2 separate regions of the Hordeum vulgare genome follow, and region 1 is linked to region 2. Evidence: chromatin contacts called from public Hi-C data. All regions are on one chromosome and are shown on one strand. The core of a region is the stretch at or near the end of the contact, and the rest is flanking DNA. Distances in the headings are between cores, read along the strand shown. Region 1 has its middle 150 kb from the start of LOC123410214. Region 2 has its middle 110 kb from the start of LOC123409943.

Region 1 (4,450 bases), core at 1,383-3,882, 110 kb after region 2:
CTTCCTCACGGTCGACCCGCTGGGTGGACGTGTCTCCATCTGCTTCTTTGTCGCGCCACCTCGACAAATATGGAGATGGCAGCGTCGGTCGCCGGTTCGTGGGAGGGCTCGCTGATCACCAACAAGCACATCGACTACCTCCGACGGACGTGCAAGACCCCGTCGGTGGAGCGGGTGGAGACTCGTGCATCAGGGAGCGAGCGTGTGTCGGCACCTGATACATCTCCAACGTATCTATAATTTATGAAGTATTCATGCCATGTTTACAATAATTCTATATGATTTTGGTATGCTTTTATTAGAACTAACCCAGACGGACGTTGTTTTCAGCAGAGCTACCATGGTGTTGTTTTTGTGTAGAAATAAAAGTTTTCGTCATGGGCTGAAAATTTATGGAGAATATTTTTGGAAAATATGAAAAATAATGGAGCAAAAAGATACCGGAGAGGAGTCCCGAGGCATCCACAAGCCACGAAGGCGTGCCCCCCTAGGGCGCGCCCCTGGCTTGTGGGCCCCTCGAGCACTCCCTTGACGTGATTCCAACGCCAAATATTCTTATAAATACAGAAACCCCTGAAAAGAAACCTAGATCGAGAGTTCCGCCGCCGCAAGCTTCCAGAGCCACGAAAACCAATCTTGGCCCTCTCCGGCACCCTGCTGGAGGGGGTCACCATCACCAGAGACCATGGAGGAGGAAGACGGAGGGGCCATCATCACCATGGAGGCCAAGGATCAGAGGGAGAACCTGTCCCCACCTTGGCGGAGACCATGGAGGAGGAGACACAAGGGGGAGACCCTCTCCCCCTCTTTCCCGATGGTGCCGGAGTGCCACCGGGGAACCATCGCCGCGGTGATCGTCTTCATCAACATCACTTTCTTCATCACCATCCTCATCTTCTTTTAGCGGTCCACTCTCCCGCACCCCGCTGTAATCCCCTACTTGAACATGGTGATTTATGCCATATATTATGATCCAATGATGTATTGCCATCCTATGATGTTTTGAGTAGATTCCCTTTGTCTTATGGGTTGATTGATGATCTAGATTGGTTTGAGTTGCATGCTCTATTATTGGTGATATCCTATGGTGCTCTCCGTGTCACGCAAGCGTGAGTGATTCCCACTGTAGGGTGTTGCAATACATTCATTCACTTATAGTGGTTTGCTTGAGTGACAGAAGCATAAACCTGAGTAGGTGGGTTGATGCGTATGGGATAAAGGGGATTTGATGCTTTAATGCTATGGTTGGGTTTTACCTTAATGATCTTTAGTAGTTGCAGATGCTTGCTAGAGTTCCAATCATAAGTGCATATGATCCAAGTAGATAAATTAAGTTAGCTTATGCCTCTCCCTCATATAAAATAGCAATAATGATTACTGATCTTGTTAACAATTGCGTAGGACAATTCCGCACACCGGCCCACATTATTCCACACTCGCTATTTGTAATATATTGTAATATATTCCAACTTTATGATAACAACACCTATTTTCTATTTTAGTTCTCCGATGTCATGGAAAGCTATTTTCTTCATACCCACAACGTAGTTTTATTTCTTGTTCCTAGTTGGAAGCAAAAGTTCGGCGTATGTAGAGTTGTATCAGTGGCAGACGGGATTTGAGAGAATATTGCTCTTTACCTTTAGCTCCTTGTGGTTCGACACTCCATACTTATCACTTCCATCTTTGAAAATTGCTACGATGATTCCTTGCACTTAGGGATTATCAGCGCCGCGCGCCGGCGAACGGGTGGTGTTCGGTATGCATTTTAACCTCGACTTCGGACTGTCCGCCAACTGCTTCGTGCGGTGGTTCCTGGAGTTCTACAGCCTCCAAATCACCCATCTTGGGACAAACTCGATCTTGTACCTCGCCAACTATGCAACATTGTGCGTGGGGTACTTCGGCTTCTGGCCTTTGCCCTCTCTCTTCCATACCTTCTTCCATTTTCATGCCCAAAAGAACAAGTACGTGTCGTACGCCTCCAAGGGTGTGGTGTTGTATGCCTGGCAGAACGTGTTCTTCCCACGCATGAAGTTTATTGAATCCTTCAAGAAGTGGCAGCGTACATTCTTCTATGTGTGGAGCGTCGGGGAGGGGCATGACTGGGTCAACCTCCCACTGTTCATCGATGTGCCGCCGGCCGGCTCCAACTCGATCCTCGAGACATGCACCAAGGAAATCATTGGGATCCTGAGCCGTCTCTAGCAACTCAAGGCCTTGGAGGGGATGATGCCCGAAATATGGTAATAGCCTTCATCTCCTGTTGTGTGATGTCACTGCAGGAGCGACTGCATCGTATTTGCGACATGGGCTTCCGGAAGGACCCATGCATGCTGTCAACTATCGACCTGGTGTCAGCAAAGATATCTGCCCAGGTCAACGCCATCACTGGCTTCAAGCTGCGGGTGGATGACTGGTGGTTCGGCAAGGAGCCGTTCTGCCACAACTTTCCCATGTCGGGGGTAAGTTCTGACACTTTTGCCTTGCTTTAATTTTTAACACGATGAGTCATGTGCGGTCGCCCGCCCGTTTCAGCTTTTTAGCCCGCAACTAATGTCGAATGGCCCAAACCTGCATAATCAAGTGGTCGCCTGCAGGGACTCCGGATGCATCGATTACGAGATGGATGGAGACAACGCCGACGCCTCCAGGGGCTCGTAAGTGCCAAAGGCGGAGGAGGAGGATGTGGGGGAGGCACTGGCTGGCACCACGGTTGGCGGGTTTGGGCCAGCCGGTGAGTCTCGCCCCCATGTGATCTTGAAGGACTTGCTAGATGACGACGATGATGACGTGCGTATTGTGGATGTGCCACCTGTCATAGCAGAGCCGCCCCAGCGATGCCCTGCCCCAATGACACCGGCGAGGACGGAGCAAGGAACTTCTGGCTGGGCACTAGCCGGCAGCGGGTCAGTCGGCCCGTCAATACACGACGGAGGAACAATGGAGGGACAAGTGGCCGATCGAGGGGCAATCAATCTACCCGGACGCCAAGAAGACGTGGTCGGCCGCACTGCCACCAGGCACCCGACTACTGGTGTAGAGGGTGTCGAGGCGCAGCGGGCGTCCACTCCTCCTCGTGTCTGGGTAAGGGTTTTTGGTATTTGAGCTCATGCTCTTTTCTTTTCATTTCTGGTTTGCAGTGTTTGAGCTCGTGCTCCTTTATTTTTCTTCTCTGTGTCAGCAAGACCATCGATCTTCCGCCAGTAGCCCAGTCTGGCCCAGTGGGCGAGGTGGTTGCGAAGTTGGTCGTAAAGCATTCCATGACAACGCGGCTCAAGAAGGAACACGTCTCCCGTCTTCGGTTGGCCAAGGCGGCGACCGCAGCGGTCGCCTAGAGCAACCCCACGACCAAGGTGGCATGTGATGCCACGATGCAGGAGGCCCCCTAGGCTCGTGCCATGGAGTCTTTTCCAGCCCGCATGGAGAAGGGTCAGGAGCCAGCCCCGGAGACGGAGGTGCCGCAGCCTACGGAGCTAGCAGTGGTGGAGGAGGAGGGGCTATTGAGCCCAGCGGCGAAGCCGTCGCGCCGGCCTGAGCCTGGGGCGAGGGGTGGCGACGATCATGCCTTGGTTGTTTCGGCGACGCGGCCAAGTCCGGACACGTCGGAGGCGTCCGGCAGTGGGACGAGCCGTACGGGCCAGTCGTTGTAGCCGTGCTAGAGGATTGGGTGAGGCTGAATCATGCTCGAGGAATGGCTGGGGCGACTGTTTCGGTTGGAGCAAGCTCTCGTGCCAGCCAGCGTCGCAGAGATCATGGCGCGGTATCATCAGGGAATGGCCTCCTTCGCCCATTCGACGGTGAGCAACTTCCAGATGGTGGAGTGGGCCGTCCAAGTACGCGTTGCAAAATTTTCTCTTCTTTGCTGTCCAGCGGGGGCACGCCAGTGCACACATTGAGTGTAGTCCACGAGATTCAAGCCGGATGCGCGGCCGTGTGCTAGCCGGGCTAAATCTTCCTTTAATCTTCCTAACTTCTCCATTGATTCCTTCGCAGGCTGACACCATGAAGCACGATGCGCTTTTCAAACAGGTTGTTGTGTTGTGTCGTTTTAGCAAGAACACTTACTTCAAAACGAGGAAGGAGCTTGAGGCCCGCACGGTCGATCTGCAGAAAGCCCGAGGTACGTTTTCGGGTGATGGGTGCGCGCCAGCGCATCCACTCGGTGTAGTACTCGATATTCGGGCCAGTTGCGCAGCTACGCGGTAGCCGGGCCAAATCTTCTCTTGTGTTTGTATGTCTTCAAAATCATGAGTGCACGCCAACGCACCCACTCGGTGTAGTCCCCGAGATTTGGGTCAGTTGCGCGGCCGCGTGGTAGCCGGGCCAATTTTACTTGCATTTTCTGTGATAATCTTGTCGTGTCGGCTACTAACCGGTTTCCTTGATGCAGAGGGGGGGGGGCACATCCCCGAGGCCGAGGCCGCGGAGATGCACTACACGCTTGCGG
Region 2 (4,366 bases), core at 1,794-4,293:
AAAGGGGAGGAAACTTACGAAAAACAAAAAACAAGCAAAAAAGGTTTGTTGTAGAAGAAGAAAAGACCATGCAACGTGGATGACATAGAGTAACTTATATGTAGGGATGGCAATTGGTAAGGTATGGGCGGGTACGACCTCCTTCTACCCAAACCCATACCCGTAGAAACTTTCTATACCCACCCACTTCAATACCGGTGGGCATAAATTGGCACCCATGCCCGAACCCATCGGATATCCTATACCCAATGGGTATCGAGTGGGTACAATATATATCATTTAAAATTTTAGAAGGTAGATACATGAGTTTAAAATTGAAGTGACGATGGATGAGCAGTATAGCATTGACACAACCTCCTACGATGGGTGGCCGCCTGGAGGCATCAAAGGAGTATGAGTTGTGATTGGTAGAAGCCGGACATAGTGGGAGGTGGTGAAGGGCATGTGGATCGTTGGATCAAGAGTTGTATATGAGTCCAGTAGCAAAGAGTCAATATTTCATCTTTTTGAGGCATCACATAGGATGCAGGAGAAGTGGCGAGCAAGTGATTACGGTCTATGAGCTATGGACGGTTTAAGAAATCAAGTCTTAGGATGGGACATAGGAGTTATGTTGACCCCACATGTGATAGGAGTTATTTTTATTTATTAGCTTTTCTCAGTATCCATTGGGTTACCCATGAGTGGAATTTTACTCATACCCTATCATATATTTTGCGGTATAGGTACCTATTATCCGTAGGTACAAAATGTCACCAGTCATATCTATGACCATTGCTTTCGGGTAGGGTATACGTGGATACCCATATCATGGATAAAACTATCATCCCTAAATTATATGTGACATAATAAAGTCTCGTCTAGAGAGTATTAGATGAGCCCTAACTTATAAGAAAAGGTAGTTTTAAGGGCAACTTTAATGGCCGATCCAAAGGGACGGCGATTTTGTCCGTTTTTTGTCCGTTTGGGTTAGCCCAGCGTACACGAATGTCCACTTTGGCATTTGGGTCGGTTGCATCGGCCATCGCTGGCCTGCCCATTTTTTGCTGATGCGAAAAAAAGATATAAGAATTTGAGAAAATACTAAACATGCATAATTAAACATTAAAAGCCGGCCACGAAGGCCGGCGAGAGTACACGCGTCTGCATTACACTAATTAAATATAAAAAACTAAAACTACGCGGCAGCCCTAGGCGTCGTCGGGGGCCGATGAGGTCGACCAGGCGCAGGGCCGGCTGAGGGGGAACGCCGTGTTCCAGAGCATAGCTGCCTGCGCCTCCGTCATTTGTCCCACCGGCGCGGGCTCTGCTAGTGACGGTGGCAGCGCATCAGCACGAGCGTGCTCCTCCTCCTCCAGCTCCCGTCGTTCCTCCTCCTCCTCCTTCTCCAGCTCCATCAGCCGAAGGCCTTCGGCGCGCTCCGCCCGTAGGTGCTCCGTCCTCCAGTGTTTGAGGTAGGCTTGCTCCTGCTATGGCGTCGCGCCCCAGCCAGGTGGGCGGCACACTGACAAACTTGCTGACGACACCATTCCAGTGGTAGACCTCCCGCGACTCTGTGGGTTCGGGCTTCGACGGAGGTGGCACGACGCACTGGCCGGCGACCGACAGCGCGATGGCCTCTGCAAGCTGCTGCTGGTACGCCGCCTCCTCGTCGGCCCTGCACGGCTCTTCTCCTCACTGTCATGGAGAACAGCTGTGTGCGCTGCCTGGTAGAAGGCCTTACCCTCCTGGTCCTCATCCGTGATGACAGGCGGGGGCGGCGGAGGGTCTCCTAGCTGCACTTCGCGCACGCCATGACGACGCTGCTCCTCCTGCTCCACCGCGAACCACACCTCCCCAGTTGAGGGGGTCGGCTGCGCATGCAGGGTTCCGCCGATGCTCCGGCGTCAGCAGAAGCCGACGACGGCTCACCTCCTCCGCGTGCACCCGCACGATCGCGGCACGGCCGACACCGGGATCCTCTCGGATCCAGATGCCAGTGGTGCGACAGGGTGACGTCGGGGTAAGGCAGCGGCACGCCGGTGCTCCCAGTGCCACCGCCTTGGTGCACCGGGACACTCACACGGTGGCGAGGCCTGCGGGAACACGCCGGCGGGGAGATGGCGCGGGGGTAGAGCGGGGCCTTGCCCTTGGGGCGGGAAAGAGCCGACCATGGTGCTAGGGTTTGGTCGCCGAGGAGGTGGCGAGATGGGGACGGGTGGCTTCTCGAAGCGGATGAGGCGGAACCTACCGCACGCTCGAATTAAAAAAGGCCGACCATGGTCGCTGACGCCCAAGGTGGGCGGCAGTCATAAATAATGTTGACCGCGGTGGTTGGGACGGACACGAGAGGACGCGCGTGTCCACTTCGAGTCCGCGCCGACGCATTTCAGTCCCAAATTTGGGTCGAAAATGGGTCGCGCGAGACGCGGATGAGACGTGTTTTTGAAAACGGGTCGGCGTGTTTGACCATCCGTTTTGTCAGCGCGACCCTAACGGACGACGACGGATGAAATGGATCGTTCCATTGAAGTCGCTTTAATTAATTTGGAAATGCAAGAAATGGTCTACATCCTGTTTATTCTTGAGAGTGTAGGACAAACCTTAACTTATAAGATAGGATGATTGAGCCTAGGCGAAATACAGGTGTCATGCTTGAAGAAACGTGTACACCTTATGCACAAGGATCTGCTGAGGTCCCGGAGACCTGGAGGCTGTCAGTCGAGAGCGAGGCAACCATTTTTCCCTATCTTATTCCTATTAAAAAAATGCGAGAACAAGTCCAAGTTTGCTTCACTTGCCAGGCTTCCTGTGTAGAATGAGAGGCCATCCATCCACGTGGAGGGGCTTCCAACATCTCACGGTAGACTGACTGGCCATGTGGGAAAGCGAGCACGCACTTGTGTAGTGGAGTATTTGAATCGGCCTCCTCCTTTTCCCTGGGAGGTTCGCACTGAGGGTGACGTGCCAACAACCCGATCAACAATCCTTTTTGCTGCCTGCAGTACGCTCTTTTATTCCTCACGATGATTGGACATACCTCTGTTGTTGTAGTGTTGCACTAGTATGAGAGCGACCAGGACTGTTCGTACATGGGGTGATGTAGCAAAATACACGGCAGTCAAGTCTATCCAGGACGTCCTCATCAGATTCCCATTTTTATATCCTGTCGTTGGTAGTACACCGTATGTATGGATGCAATTTGCGACCTTTTGTTAATGTTGGTGTGCAAGCATGAATTTGCTACTAATCCATATGCTTGGCGTTGCATTGGAAGTTTACATACTTTTATATTGGATCGCGATAACGCCCACAATCAAACTGTTGATGGGACTATACATCGGCATTCCATCTCTAACCCATTCGGTCCCACTACGTTTAGTGGAAATAATTAGACATTCCATAAAAAGTTGCCTAGATTATATAGGCATCACTCATTTCCCACCTAAAATATACTACTACATACTCCCGTTCCTAAATATAAGTCTTTTTAAGGTTTCACTAATAAACTACATACGGATGTATATAGACATAATTTAGAATGGACCTTTAGTAGAATGGATTAAAAGACTTATATTTAGGAACGGATAGAGTACATCACTAACACCGCACCGTAGCGAGAGGAGAAGTGCTTGCTTGCCCAAGATGATGCTCGCGTACATGGACGCGTTGCCGCCGCCACAGAACGGGACACTCTCGAGCTCACACTGGTGGCCGCCGGCGCGGCCGAGTGCGCGGTGGTGAGGGACTTCGGCGGCCTTGCGAGCGCCCGCCCTGTGACCGGTGTCCGGCTGGCGAGCGCCGCGATGTGACCAGCGCCATGCACGCTATCGTGCACACGACACACCTGACCATGGCCGCCCACGGCAACGACCACTTGGTGGCCAGGCAGGCCATGTCCGACGGCGGCCTTGTCCTTGACATGCGCGCCAGCGCGGCCTCCCGGTGCCAGCAGATGAAGCTCGTGTCGTCTTGGTGGGGCGGCCTCGCCCGGCGTCCCCGGCAGTGCGCTCTGGGAGGAGGTCCGCCACTAGGCCGTCTCGAACCACGACCTCGCCCCCGCCTCCTGAAGGGACTACCTCCGGCTCACGGCTCCACCGTCGGCGACACGCTCTACAATGACGACGTGACTGGGCAGTCCTTTCGCTACGGCCCGCAGGTGTCCAACGTGGTGGAGCTGGAGGTGGTCACAGGGAAGAGGAAGAGAAGGGTGCAGCAGTGGCGACGACCATCGATCGTTGACGGCAGTGGGAGCAGGTGGGATCCACTAAAGCAATTTAAGTGGGTGGGATAGTTTAGTTTCATTTAAATCCACTTCCACCTACAGCCTCAGCCCACACGTGCGGTGGGAGCAACATCCGCTCACACGTCTATAACATATAGATTG

What was found. A called contact is a pair of places that touch in the nucleus more often than the background predicts.
Region 1: a contact with region 2 is called in a Hi-C map of leaf, with 3 times the contacts expected there. The contact joins two enhancer-like sites. A contact is called at or near these places in 2 of 6 Hi-C or Micro-C datasets (both in leaf).

What each region holds. Positions count from the first base shown.
Region 1 is chr7H:488,138,744-488,143,193 of MorexV3_pseudomolecules_assembly, forward strand. No RefSeq gene overlaps it. Among protein-coding and RNA genes, the nearest start is that of LOC123410214, 150 kb to the right of the region's middle. Within about 2 kb of position 2,633, at least 3 of the 3 cell types and tissues checked have open chromatin away from gene starts, as enhancers often do. A contact at or near this core is called in leaf, where this site is marked.
Region 2 is chr7H:488,026,203-488,030,568 of MorexV3_pseudomolecules_assembly, forward strand. No RefSeq gene overlaps it. Among protein-coding and RNA genes, the nearest start is that of LOC123409943, 110 kb to the left of the region's middle. Within about 2 kb of position 3,044, at least 3 of the 3 cell types and tissues checked have open chromatin away from gene starts, as enhancers often do. A contact at or near this core is called in leaf, where this site is marked.